2 separate regions of the Mus musculus genome follow, and region 1 is linked to region 2. A link is a contact called in public ChIA-PET data. All regions are on one chromosome and are shown on one strand. The core of a region is the stretch at or near the end of the contact, and the rest is flanking DNA. Distances in the headings are between cores, read along the strand shown.

The links. ChIA-PET counts read pairs in DNA pulled down with a chosen protein or histone mark.
Region 1: a contact with region 2 is called in an RNA polymerase II ChIA-PET map of memory CD8 T cells, with 211 read pairs. The contact joins the promoter of Stim1 here to the promoter of Numa1 in region 2. A contact is called at or near these places in 5 of 115 datasets of contacts at active chromatin or transcription factors (embryonic stem cells, extraembryonic endoderm stem cells, memory CD8 T cells and 2 more) and 1 of 9 other capture datasets (adipose tissue).

Annotation. Positions count from the first base shown.
Region 1 is chr7:102,264,052-102,271,007 of GRCm38.p6, reverse strand. It overlaps Stim1 (stromal interaction molecule 1), which reads right to left and starts at 3,189. Exons shown (of 12, transcript NM_009287.5): 1 at 2,455-3,189. The coding sequence starts at 2,593.
Region 2 is chr7:101,968,277-101,975,443 of GRCm38.p6, reverse strand. It overlaps Numa1 (nuclear mitotic apparatus protein 1), which reads right to left and starts at 5,601. Exons shown (of 25, transcript NM_133947.3): 1 at 5,475-5,601.

The DNA of each region.
Region 1 (6,956 bases), core at 1,940-4,439, 300 kb before region 2:
ATGATGTACATATGGAGATCAAAGGACAACTTTATGGGATCAATTCTCCCATTACTTGGTCCCAGGGATTGAGCCAAGGTCATCAGATATACACAGGCAGACCCTTTCCTTGCTGAGCCATCTTGATAGCCCAAAGCATTTATTCACATGTAAAAATAAGGATGTATTATCTTTCGCTGCATTTTAATAGGGTTATTTTGAGGCTTTGCAGAGTAAGCCATGTAACTGTAAAATATAAACTGTGCAGAGCACACAAATTTACCAATTATGTTGAATCTTGCTGAGAAAATGGTAGCTAAGACAGGTATGGTGTCTTGTGGCCTGTAGTCCATCCCTTGAGTAGTGGAGGCAGAAAGATCAAGACCTCAAGACCAGCTTCAGCTACTTTTTAAGTTTAAGGCCAACCTAGGCTACTAAGTCTAAAGAAAGAGAAAGACAGGGAGAGTCAGAGGGATAGAGGAGAGGGAGGGAAGAAGAAAGAACAGTATAGAAGGGGTAGCTTTAACAGCAAGTAAAACTCATGTGTTCTGTGGACACAGAGGACTTGGAAAGACTCTGCACAAATCCTGGCTATAGCAACAGTTTCACTCCAAACCCTTTGCAGAATCTAGGGTAGAAGCCACTTCTTTGAAGAAGAAAGAAAAGTCCCTGCCTGAGCCAAAGTTCCATAGTGACCCAAGTAGACAAGCTACCAAAACAATACAGGTAGGAAGGACACCCACATTCCCACAAAAACGATAGGCATTCCTAACACATAGAGTCCCTGAGACTTTCCTCCCTGGAATATAATTACTACAACGATGGAAGCCAATTTCTGAACTAAGAGGAAATAAAGATGAAAAGAGAGGCCTTTATGGCGTAATCTAAACAGTCAGTCCTCAAAGATAGGACGTTTGAGGAATGTCTCCACAGACTCATCCTGAGGGATTCCTGAGGAATGCTGGAATGCTTCTCTACCTTAGGCAAAACACACACACACACACGACCTACAGTCAACTTCCTAAAGGCTTGCTAATGCCTAAAACTCGAAGCTGCATTCTTTTAGTTTAGATCTGACATACCAAACAGCTCTCAGAAAGATTGATTTTATGTCATACACACATATTCTGAAGTGAAAACAAGAGGATAAATGATCAATTATAAACCAGGATGTCTGTCACTGGGACTGCAGAAAGACTACTCAGGGTTACTTCACAGTTCAACCAATTTTTCCATTCATAGCCCAATGGGGGGAAACAAATTTAAGCTAAGTTTCAGAGGCCTAGGAGATTTCCTATGGAGATGCAGGAATGACCAATCCTAAAAGCAACAGCCCTAACTCCATGCTTGTATAAGGGACAGTCCTGGCCTCACCTACAAATCAGCCCTTGAAACACCTAAAATTTCAGACAACCAAGTCAAAAAAGCTGAAAGAGGGCAGCCCAAGAAAAAGTCTACCACTAATGCAATCCATAAAAGACTTCACCGCCATATTTTATATTCTTTCCCTGCTTGTATCAGCAGATACCCACTGAGACATCCCCTCTCTGAACTTGCCTATCCTCAAACACCCTAACTAGTCTTCTGTCCCCAACCCTTCAGGCTACAGTCTGGGGCAGATTGTAGTGACAGGGTGTGAAAAACAGAAAAAGAGAACTGGTGAGCTTCTAAACTTTGTGTAAATTAATTGTATTTTTTTTAAAGGTTCCTTTCTACTGCAAAAGTATTGGCCAGAGCTACTACTGCTAAACAAAGCTCTGTAAGTATACAGGGAAAATAAGGACAGATTAAAAATAATAACATGGAATCCTTACTCTCATCAGTCAGAAGAAACGGATTAAGTCAACAAGTGGTCCCAGGATTTTTTATTACCGAGAAGTCAAGAAAGGGCCATTTAAGTCCCTAGTGGTAAACAGGATTCCATCTAAGGACTTGCTTTGATATTTCACATGGGCACAAGCAAAAGACAGATTTCCTAAGGGAAAGGAGGGACTACGGTGGTTCTCACGGTGGTTAGAACAGAAAGGCACACCTGAACACCAAGCTGTAGAAAAACAGACCCAGCCCTGCCCTGATCTTCCCTGCCCATCCCGAGTGGCCTCAACCCACCATTGCCACACACCCCCTTATACCTCAAGTGATAAAACTGGCTAAAAGGAATTTTAACATCTGAGAAGGCTACTCTTCCAGACAAGAAGTCCTGAATGGGGCCTCAACCTTACTGATCTAAAAAGTCAAGGTGTCCCCATGAGGCTTCTCACTACCTTCCGGAGGAGGGATAAGGAAAGTTGCTCTGGGGAAATACTAACATTAGGCATGACTACTACACGAAAGAACTTCTTGGACTACTGAGACTACACAGTGTTATGGTGTATCTCACATGTGCGGAGATTCCAACGTGCCCACTTCGGGCCACTCAGTCTTGAGTCAATCAAGCCCCCAGCCCAGTCCAGCCCGCCGCAAGGCCTTCTTTACCTGCTTCGGTAGACTCTTCAGAAGTCGCCCCGGAGCTAGCTCCTGTATTCTTTTCACTGTGACTATGGCTGAGACTCTGGCCCTGATGCAGAAGGAGCCCCCAAAGAAGCCACAGGGCAAGACGGGCGCACACATCCATGACGGTAGGTCTCAGTCAACATGCGCCTGCTGTAGACACCTTTGGATCCCAGAAGCAAATCCCAGAGTCAGGGAGTGCAGCCGACGGTTCCAAAGCAAGATGCCCTCGCGGCGCCGCAGCTGTCCAGCCACCTGCGGGCTTACCTCCTCCGATAAGCGAAGGTCAAGTGCCCCAAGTTTGGACGCAGAAGGATCGGAGTCTCCGGTCCAACTGTAGGTCCGCCGGGGCTGCGGCGGCGGCCTGAGCTCTATCTGCTTCCGGAGAGTTTGAGCAGGGTGGCTGCGGGGCCGCTGTCAGCTCCGCAGCCTGCTGCACCCCTGCGGGAGGAGGCGGGCAGAATCTCCCGCCCGCACTGAGGTGGGGGAGGGAGAGAAGAGAGGAGAGAAGGGGGGCACCTGACCTCGCCCCGAGAAACAGCGGTGAGCCTCAGCAGCTAGGGCTTCGGCGTGCGACCTACAGGCCCCAGCAGACACGGATGTCTCCGGGATCCTAAGACTCCTAGGCCGAGGTCAGCGCCCCCGCCGGGTCCGGTACCTCTGCGGCTCCTGGTGCCCCGGTGCAGCAGGCGGACGCGCACGGGCCAGGCCCGGGACAGCGGCTCCCGGGAGGGCGGGAGGGCGGGAGGGCGGCACGGGGCGGGCCCGAAGTGGGCGGGGGCGTGCTCTACCGCCGGCCCGCCCCGCGCCGCCCGGCCCCCAGCGAAGCCCGGGCCCGCCCCAGAGCCGGCTTATCCCGGAATAACCTGTTGGAGAGCGCCCGCCAGAGCCCCCCGCAACTGGCGGGGTCTCTTGGGGACCCTGCCTGCGCTGGTGGTCGTCAGGACCGCGGCCCCGCGACAAGGATGGGGCCTCGGCCTCTGCCGTGCGCACCCCAGCCTCCAGCTCTAACGCCCGCCCGCAGGCGGGCCCCTGACACGCAGTTGCTCAGGTAACTCAGGCCTGCGGCGGCGGTGACAGCTACTGCCCTGTCCGGATCTCCGGGCCGCAGCGCTGCTCTCCGGACTCCACTGTAAAGTCAGGTTGGACAGAAACTCCGCACTAGGATGACAAACCTGGAGCCGCCTGGGGTGACTATGGTCCTGCTAGGTTTGGCCAAGGGGCGCGCTCCCAGCCCCCAACTCCCGACTCCCAGGCTCCGCCCTTTCGACGCGCCTCGCAGCCAATCGGCTTCCGCCTCTCAATAACCCGCGCCTCCGGTCTCCCGTACGCAGCGGTCCCTGGTGGCCACATCTAAGTACTGCAAAAGGACTAGTTCCTAGGTGGCCCTGACCCTTTCTAGAGGGTTACTGAAGGGAAGGGAAGCCCCTAGTCAAGCCCTTTAGAGGCTACAAGTGTTTAAAGAAGAAATTGTTCCAAAAAGCAGAATGAAATGCCCATCCCACTGTAGGTAAAACGTCACCTGTACGTAGCCTAACAGGTCTATCTGCTTTCCTAACACCCTGCCCGTCCCTGATCTACATCCTATGCCCTTGTGTAGCTCTTGCAACCCACCTCTCAGGCCCCACCCTCTTGAGGTTTGTGGGGTAAAGCCCGTGATGGTTCCTCCCATCTCATTCTCCTATCTCTCTGATTCCGTTAGAGGAGATGGTAGCGACTTGAGAATAAGTGCCCCAAAAACAGAGAACCCCGCCCAGGCTTCCTTTAGCAAAGCCTATACTTCCTGTTCTCTTCTCAAGCGTACTGTCAGCAGATCTTTACCGAAACCTCCGTGCCCTACCCCTGTCCTTGGCACCGGAGGCAGGAGACTGGATTAGGCCCAGTCCCTCTTCTGACAGTGATAAACCAGCTCCTGTTATGAGTGAGCCCTTTGAAGACCAGAACACGGATTTGCCCAACAGCTGCCTGGCTTAAGGGTTAGGCTGTTGATATAAAAATACATGTCAGACGTCATCTACTATCACTCTCTCCACTCTGTTAATCTCCCATCACACTGGCCTTTTTTTTTTTTCTTGTGGTGTGTGTGTGTACACTTTTACAATATCAAACCCAGAACCTCAGACACGATAAACAAGCACTCTATTCGCCACGCTAAACATGGACCTTCAGGAAGTTCCCAAACACATCAAACAGGCTTCAGAGCATTTGTGTCTGTTGTTTCTTCTACCGAAAACCTTCCTCACCCTACTTCCCCACCCGCTCCCCACCAATAAACTTAACCTCTTGTTATTCTAGATATTGTTGAATAACTCCTTAGAAGGTTCAACCTAAGGCTGACAATATGGTTTAGTGGGTAAAGAAGCTCACCACAAGCCGGGCGCGGTGGCGCATGCCTTTGATCCCAGCACTCGGGAGGCAGAGGCAGGCAGATTTCTGAGTTCGAGGCCAGCCTGGTCTACAGAGTGAGTTCCAGGACAGCCAGGGCTACACAGAGAAACCCTGTCTCAAAGAAAGGCAGACAGAAAGACAGGAAGGAGGGAGGGAGGGAGCAAGGAAAGAAGGAAGGAGGGAGGGAGCAAGGAAAGAAGGAAGGAGGGAGGGAGCAAGGAAAGAAGGAAGGAGGGAGGGAGGGAAGGAAGCTACTATCTGTATCACCTTCAAAGCCAGTCTACAGAGTTAGGCCCTAAATATAGCCACTCCTCCCACTATCGTGTGGTTGTGAGTTTTCAGAGGTCTCTGAGATGTACACCTGCACATCATAAATACTTAGTGAAAAGCTTACTGGTAAATGTTAGTTCATTTGATCACACAAATATCTATTGAATGACAGCCATATGCTGGAAAATTGGCCAAAACAAAAGGCGAACCCCTGACCTAGATTCTATCAGACCTATGTTCTGAGCCAGCTCTCAAACTCAAGTCACAAAATGAACAAGTAGGCAATGATGTGACTAAGTCTTAGGTAGGAGTGATAGGGGTGGGGACTACAGACTGGAAATCAATCGGGCAGAAAGGTGGACACAGCATCAACAGATTGTGGCCAAAAAAGGATAGAGACCTTTTAGGATTCAGACCCAGGACAAACAGCTGAGGTGAATGTTTAACATACCAAAGTGGACCTGGCCTCCAGGTTCTCCCGGTATCCCTCAGTGCCTACCTGACATAAGACTCCCTGTACCCAGGGGCTGGGCTTCCCCTCCCCTGAGTGCTCTTTCCTATTAAGTGCAGACATTTTAGTCTCTCTTGCTCTCCTTCTCACTCCCTATCCCTGCATTTTCTCTCTCCCTGCATATGAATGCTCTTCCTCTTACCCCCCTTCTCTGTCCCCCTCCCCTAGGTGACTTCCCTGGCCTCGTTCCATGGGACCAGTGAACCCACCTGAGAGTGGCTTCCCATTAAACCTGCTTTGATATACTTAAATTTGACTTGAATAGGCTCATTTCACTGGCAGAGAATAACGTATCAAGGAGTTGGAGAAATGGCTCAGTAGCTAAGAGTGCATGAGCTCTTTCAGAGGACCCACATCAGGTCTGCCATAACCACCTGAATGTCCAGCTCCAGGGGGATCCAGTGCCCTACACACACACACACACACACACACACACACACACACCCTGCATACACACACACACACAACTAAAAATAATCTCAGAGAACTGGGAGGGCTAAGTTACAGCTGAGAGGAACAGGGCTTGCCTCCCATGCCAAGGCCCTGGCTTCAATTCTGAGCACGGCGAAAAGTAATTAATTTTTTAAAAATTGGCATTTGTACAACACAGAAAAACTTAGAGTAGAAAAGGGATAGAAATATAGCTTATGAGTATTTGCCTTGCAAGCACAAGGCTCTAGGTTTGGTACCAATGCCCCCATCCCCTTCCCCCACAAACACAGTAAGTAGGTTTTGTTGGGCATTGTAAGTCATGCCATTTAAGAAGTTGAACCAGGGGCTGGAGACATGGATCAGCAGTTAGGAGCACTAACTGTGCTTCCAAAGGACCTGAATTCAATTCCCAACACAATATGGCAGCTCACAACTCTAACTCCAAGACCTAACACCCTCACACAGACATAAATGTAGACAAAACACTAATGCACATAAAAAATAAAAGTCGGGGGCCTGGAGTGATGGCTCAGTGGCTAAGAGCACTGACTGCTTTTCCGGAGATCATGAGTTCATTCCTGGGCAACCACATGGTGGATCACAGCAATCTGTAATGGGATCTGATGTCCTCCTCTGGTGTGTCTAAAGACAGCGACAGTGTGCTCATATACATAAAATAAATAATTCTTAAAATTAAATAAATAAATAAATAAATAAATAAAAGTGGTTGTTTGCCTATCCATGTCACGATTACGAGGTGTGGCCTTGTTGGAAGAAATTTATCACCCTGGGGTGGCCTTTGAGGGGCTTATGCTCAGGCTCTGCCTAATATAGAAGAGAGTCTCCTCCTGGCTGTCTGAGGAAGAGTCTCCTGCTTGCCTTCAGA
Region 2 (7,167 bases), core at 4,352-6,851:
TCCTTGTGCCTGTCTGTGGGCACTGACTGACTGCCCAGCCCTTGGGACCAGTCCACAATGATCTTAACCAGTGCACTGAAATTAGGCTTTGTGTGTGTGTGTGTAGCTGGCCAGCCTATAGCTTGAGAAACCAAACTTAGCCTGTAGGATGAAGTCAACTGCTCAAACTGGGGTGTTCAGATCAGAGTTTTTATAGCTAAGTAAAATGCTTACCTAACCTGTGTAAGGTCCTGGGTTCAATTTCCAGAACTGGAGAAGGAAGTCTCTGTGGTCTTCAGTAACAAGCCAAATGTAGTTTTGACCTCCCTGGCAATGCTCACTACCCAGAAATTTCATTTACAACAGGAAATAAATCTTACCTACTCAAAGACTCTACAGCTATGCTGCTTTAAAAAAAGAAGAAAAAAAATCACCCAAGGCTTAAGAAACCTCTTTCTTTCATCTCAGAAGCAAAATTTATAAAACCCCTCTGGTGTCCTCCCCAGAGGAAACTACCGGGTACAGAAATTAGGAATCCAATATTTAACACTAGAAACGTCTGAAAGATCTTGTCATTAAGGATCACAAAGAGCACTTCCTCAAGACACCAGAGTGCAGCTTTAGGAAGCATAGCCACTGGCTGGTAATGATGGCTTCTCTGAGTAACAATGATTGAAACCAGTGGCAGATAGTGCTCAGCACTGGAACTACAGCTTTAAGCAGACTTCAGCGCAGCAGCCAAGGGCTCTCAGCCAAAGCACCATCCTCTCCACCCTCCCCCTGAAATTTGAGGCAGGCCCCACCCAGAAGACTGGGTGATGGTGATGGAAACACGGATTCCCTGCAATTGTAGCCTTCTGTGAGCCATTTCACAGAAGGCTTAGACCCACCCCAACTCACTCTGACCACAAGGACAACAAAATCCAGATGGTACTGCAGGACCCTGAACCTTAGAGTTCCCACATACCTGGTTCTTTGAAAATGAAATGTAACCACAATCCAAAAATGAGGCTTCCCAAAAGCTGATAAAGTACCCTTTCTTTTCCCCATTCCAAGGAACACAGAGAAAAGCAGTGACCTTGCATATTTATTGTCCCTTCTGTCCTCTTTATACTTTCCAAGCTGCCATACATAGTTCCCTGTATCATGACTAATTTCCACACTTAGAAGATATCTTCTATAAGCTGGGTGGTGGTGGTGCACAACTTTAATCCCAGCAGTCAGGAGGCAGAAGCAGGGGGATCTCTGTAAATCAGAGGCCAGACTGGTCTACAGACTGAGTTCTAGGACAACTAGGGTTCTACAGAAAAACTTTTGTCTTGAAAAACAAAAGAAGGAAAGAATGAAGGAAGGAAGTCCTCTATGTTTCCACAAAAGATGTGTCAGGACAAGGAGAGTGACATCAAGAAATACGCTGCCATCTGGTCTGCACGCTCTGGATCTGAAGGAGTTAAAGACTAGCCACAGTTTCCTATAAGGGCTGAGACTAATGTAAACCACCTGCTAGATGCAAGAACCAGACCAGAGAGGGGTCAGGTTGCTCAGCTCTGGAGGTCTCTTCTGAAAACAATTGTGGTTTTTGGTGATATGCCAGAGGGTCTGTGAGGCAGCCCAACTCCTTCCTCCCATGTGCCATCCCTTAGTCTGGGCTTCAGCTCCTTCTTAACGGCTACCTGCCTGAACACCACCACCTCACCTCAAGATAACACCAAAGTGAACTTTGGTCTTGGCTACTGACCTGTTCAAGTTCTCAACTTAGGAGCCCCTGCCAGCACTGACCCTCGTTCTTTTACTGTTCCTACTCCCAGAATGTTAGGGCCACAGGCTTCCACCTCAAGGTGTCATTCCTCAAACCCACCAGGCTCCAACTCCAAAGTTCCAAAGGCTTAGAGACTCACAGGTAAGAAAATGGCTGCAGCATCTGTACACCTGAGTTCAGGCAAAACCTAACTATCAGTTACCCTGCTATAAAAATTCCAGGCTCCAGCACCACTCCCTAAAATAGATACCCTCTCCTTCACCTGAGCAACTTGTGCGCTGTTGGACTGAACACTGATGTTGGGAGTTCCTCTGGGAGGAATACATCAAGAGACACAGGCAACTAACCTGTGACTTGGATCTTACCTGGTTTGCTACCTTAGAGGGCCCTGACAAAGGCCAAGCTACCTTGATAAAATGTTTATTCATTATACACGGGAGGTGGAGACAGGAGGATTGCTTGTACCCAGTCTTAACAACAACAATAGCAATAGCAAAGCCAGGTGTAGTGGTCCATACCCTCAGAAAGCAGAGGCAGGCGCATCTTTGTGAGTGTAAAGCCAGCTTGGTCCACATACCAAGTTCCAGGCCAGTCAGGGTGACATAGGAAAATCACTTCTCAAAAAAACAAAACCAAACAAACAAATTAAAAGGGGGGGGGGGCTGGAGAGATGGCTCAGTTGTTAAGAGCACTGACTGCTCTTCCAGGGGTTCAGAGTTCAATTCCCAGCAACCACATGGTAGCTCACAACCATCTGTAATGGGATCTGATGCCCTCTTATGGTGTGTCTGAAGAGAGCTACAGTGTACTCATTAAACAAACAACAAACAAAAACAGAGGAGCTGAAGGGGATTGCAACCCCATAGGAAGAATAACATCAGCTGGCCGGACCACCCAGTGTTCCCAGACATTAGATCAGGAACCAAGGAGTGCAGTGCACGGGCATGGAGTGCACACATGACTACAGATACTTATGTAGCAGAGGACCACCTTGCCTAACAGCAATGGGAGGGGAGGCCCTTGGTCCTGTGGAGGTTTGATGCCCCAGCTTAGGGGGATACTGAAGCAGCAGGGTGGGAGAGAGTGGGTGGGTGGGGGAGCACCCTCATGGAGGCAAAGGAGAGGGGGTACAGGATGGATGCAGGATGGAGAGATTTGTGGAGGGTAACAGGCAAGTGGGATATCATTTGAGATGTAAAGGAATAGAATGATTAATTAAAAAAGAAAGGAAATCAAAAAAAGAAAAAAGAAAAACAAACAAAAATTAAATCCCAAACAACAAAAGGAGCTGTCTTGCTGGTGTGTCCTCTGGCTAACAAAGGGGCTGAGTTGTTTTGAGATGGTTTTCCTTTAGTTTTTTTCAAGACAGGTGTTCTCTGTGTAAACCTGACTATCCTAGAACTTGCTCTGTAGACCAGACTGGGCTCCAATTCAGAGATCTGCCTGCTTCTGCCCCCCAAGTGCTGAGATTAAAGATGTGCACCACCACCATTCATACCAAAAGAAAAAAAGGGGGAAAAAAGGCCAAGAAAAGCATTATCTTTTCTCTATTATGGGGGAAAGCCCTGAGTAGGCTGTGTGGACAAGTCAATTGTTTCTCAGCATTTCTGCAATCAAAAGCAAATGAAGTTACTGGATGAATTCTCTACTTGCTCTAAGGCACTAACTTTCAGCTCAGGCCTCTCCCTCTGCACATACACCACTCTCTTTGTAACCTAGATTTCTGACTCAGAGTCCTGAGAATCTGGAAAGGAATGAAAAGACTTCAGGAAAACCCCACATTCCGTTGTTTCTTTAAAAAAAAAATCGTCCTTGGTGACTCCCACCTCTAGAGCACTTTGAAAGGCTGAGGCAGGAAGATGGCTCTGAGTTCTAGGGCAGGTAAGGCCACATAATCAAGAGGAGAAAAAGGGGAAAGAGGAGGAGGCAAAGAGTTTTTTAATGACCTAAAAGCCTCAGGAGGACTGAGAAGCCCCCAGAAGTAAGTAGGCCCATAACACCTAGGAACAGGGACGCTCCTGACAAGAAAGTCCAAACACCAACCCTTGAGTATTTACAGTTTTGAGACTGCAGAGTACAGATCTGCAGATGCAATCGCCAACCTTCAAAAGTTCCCTTTTCTGCCCTATAAAACCCCAAGCCCTTTGTATCTCTTCAGCCTCCACTCCCCAGAGAGCCTGCTGCCCTTCATTGTTCTAATTAAAGGACAATCTGCTTCTGTTGAGGTCAGTCTATTTTCACATTGCCGGGCTTAATCAGAGCTAACAGTACTGACACCTAGTCCTTTCCCCCATATTCGTAAGGTCATGATCGGAAAAATGTTAGCAGAAAAGTTGCAATCATGAACTAGACTGCGGCCTACAGGCAGATACTGTGTGAAGTGCCTGCGCAAGCGCACATACACAGCCCTCTGGGGCAGTTCATCAGCACCTATCCCCAACCACTACATTCACACACTCAGATCCCTGGCAGCTGACAAAAATAAAAAATAAAAAAAGACACGTTTTCATTGTCCAACACCGCAAAAACATCTAGGACCACACAAGGAAACAGGGAAGCCCTCTACTGGGCCGTCTCTATAGCTCTAGGACAGGCGCACACATTACTCCCTCCAAACAAAAACACGCTGACATCTATGAGGGGAAAGAAAGGCGCCAACTCCCGGATGTTGGCAAGCTCTGCGCAGGGCCAGCGCCTGTTTCTCAGTGTTTACTTGCTCTCCCTTTCCTCTCCCTCCCCTCTAAGGATGGCGCAGCAAAGGGAGGTGAGGGGGATGAACCACCCCACCCTCTCGTCCATTTTTTTGAAAAAACAAAACAAAACAAAACTAACCCGAGAAAGAGTGAGGGAGAAAAAGTCTTAGTGCTGGGGGCCTTACCGGACTCCTAAAGCCAAACGTATCTACAGGTTTTAATCCGCCATTAGCATTTAAATCTTGAAAGGACAGGGGTAGGGGGGGGCAGTGGAAAGTAACCCCACACACAAAAGAAAAGTTGTTGGGTTTCTTCTCAGTCGGCCAGGCAGAAGCAATCTTCCTGGCTGACAGCCAGAAGTGCGTCACAGCCAGGAGTCTGCTTTCTTTAAAGGCACAGCGAGCTTCCGCGCGGTCTGGGAGCAACAGCGAAGCCAAGAGCTCGGGGGGGGGGGACGGGGGGGGGACGACGCCTACCAGGAGGACCCAGGTGAAGCCTGCCCGTGCCCTAAAAACTGAGCAGGACGTGCGGGGGCGGGGAGAGTGGCTAGGGCGCAAGCCCGCAGGCTCCATTGCTGAAGGGAGAGCACGCGCAGCAAGGGCTGGAGGCTGTGGCGTAAACACACAAAAACGCACCCGCGGTGGCCGGCCTCACCAACCTGAGATGGCCAGGACACTCCCCCTTCGCTGCTTTCCAGCAGGGCTTAAGGCAGTAGCAGTGACGGCCTGTCCACCTCCGAGACCAGCCCTATCGGGCAGGCCCAGAGCCGCCGAACCCACGGCCAGCCCCTGGCGGGAAAGGCGCCCGGCGCAGAGGAAGCCTGGGAGCCGAGCGCAGGGGAGCCGCACGGCGCAGGCCTTGTACAGGGGCAGCTTCCTGCGGCGCGGCGAGGGGGGCGTGTCTGCAGGCGCACGGCCGCCCGCCGGCTCCCCGCCACACAAAGCGCAGGCCTCCTCAGAGCGCCCTGCCTGCCCGCCCGCCTGCCCGCCCTAGGACTTGGCCACCCTAGCCTGTTCTCCGCAGGGAATCTCTTCAGCCCCTACCTTCTGCGTAGCAAGGCCAAGATGCCATGCTGTGTGCCTGCTCCTCCCACTCCTCCACCCAAACGAGCGGCCCAGGCAGTTTCTAGCCGCGGAGCGTAGGCCTCGCTCTTCTGTCCCGATAGCTGCGCTATTGTTGACTGGAATGGCCGCCAAAATCCCAGCTGTGCTGCCAGAACCTAATCCGCTGTTCCTGTGGGCATTTGTGGGGAGGGGCCGAGGGGCCAAGGCACAGTTCTGAGTATGGCAGGCGCTGGCTAGAGCCCTCAACAGGCACAGGGACTCATCATCCTCAGAGTCTGCTGCAACTATATGACTAAAAGAAATGTCACACTCAGACAAGATCTCGACAGCGTTGCCACCCACTGGACACCTCCTGGGATAGTTAAAGGAATTCCCTCACTTTACAACTAGAAACATTTAATGAAGTATGTGTAATGTATTGCTATTAAATATTGTTAATACCCATACAAGAATTATACCCAACGTCTGAGCTAGGGTTACAATTCCACAGATCAGAAGTGACTACAAGTTTTATCCCAAGATGGTACATGTTAACTCATATAAAAGATGTAAGGAAACTAACCAGTTTAGATGAGGGAAGGATTAGAAAACTGAAGTAATATTTTAATCTGGATCTTCAAGCACAAAATCAAATTTTTCCTCTCGGGAAAGGGAGAAGAAAGCAGAAAGGTGTGGTAGCAGTGAGAGACCAGGTGTCAAAGGTGAACTGAGGTCAGAATTGGGAAATCTTGAACTTCAAGGATTCAAATAAAGGATCTGGGATGGTTTTAACAGAGAGCTGTGGTATGAGCCAGATTAACCTGACAAAATGGTTCTCTGGCAGCAAGGTGAGCTAGGAGGCTACCCAATAGATAGGAAGGTGTTGAGGACACGGATGGTAGAGAATAGTTAAAAGAGGAATGAGAAGCATTGAGGAGAAAGAAGCTGACAAAAAGCAGGAGACTCAAAGCCACCATGGTGCTGTGTGCTTACAGTCCTGGCAAGTGGGAGGTTGGAGCAGAAGGCCAGCCTGATCCACTCACTACTAGAGTTCCAGCCCAGCCAAGGCAGAGTAACAGCCTATCTCAAACAAGACAAAACTAGGAGGAGCAACTGTACCGGGAAGAAAGTACATGGCATATGTGAATCACATGTGAGGAGGAGATGGGGGTCTGAAGAAGAAACAGGATATAATAGATAGTAGCTAATGCTTACTAAGAACCTACTAACATGCCTCAAACCATCCTACTGACCTATTGGGCATCATTTCATTAGGCTTCAACACCTCTTTATGAAGCAGGTAAATTACCACTCAACTTTAAGATGACTTTTTTAAAAAGACTTATTATTTATGTGAATACACTGTCACTGTCTTCAGACACACCAGAAGAGGGCACTGGATCCCATTACAGATGTGAGCCACCATGTGGTTGCTAGGAATTTAACTCAGGACCTCGGAAAGAGCAGTCAGGTGCTCTTAATCGCTGAGCCATCTCTCCAGCCCTACCACTCAACTGTAGACATGAGGAAGCTAAGCCACAAAGTGACTATCTTACATACATATCACAAATCACTTGCAGCTAACTACATAACCCTGGCAAGGATTCCTCAGATTCCTAGATGAAAGCATAGCCTCCTCTGCTTTAAGAGTACAAGCATGAACTCAGTAACATTCGCAAGGTGCCCAACACAC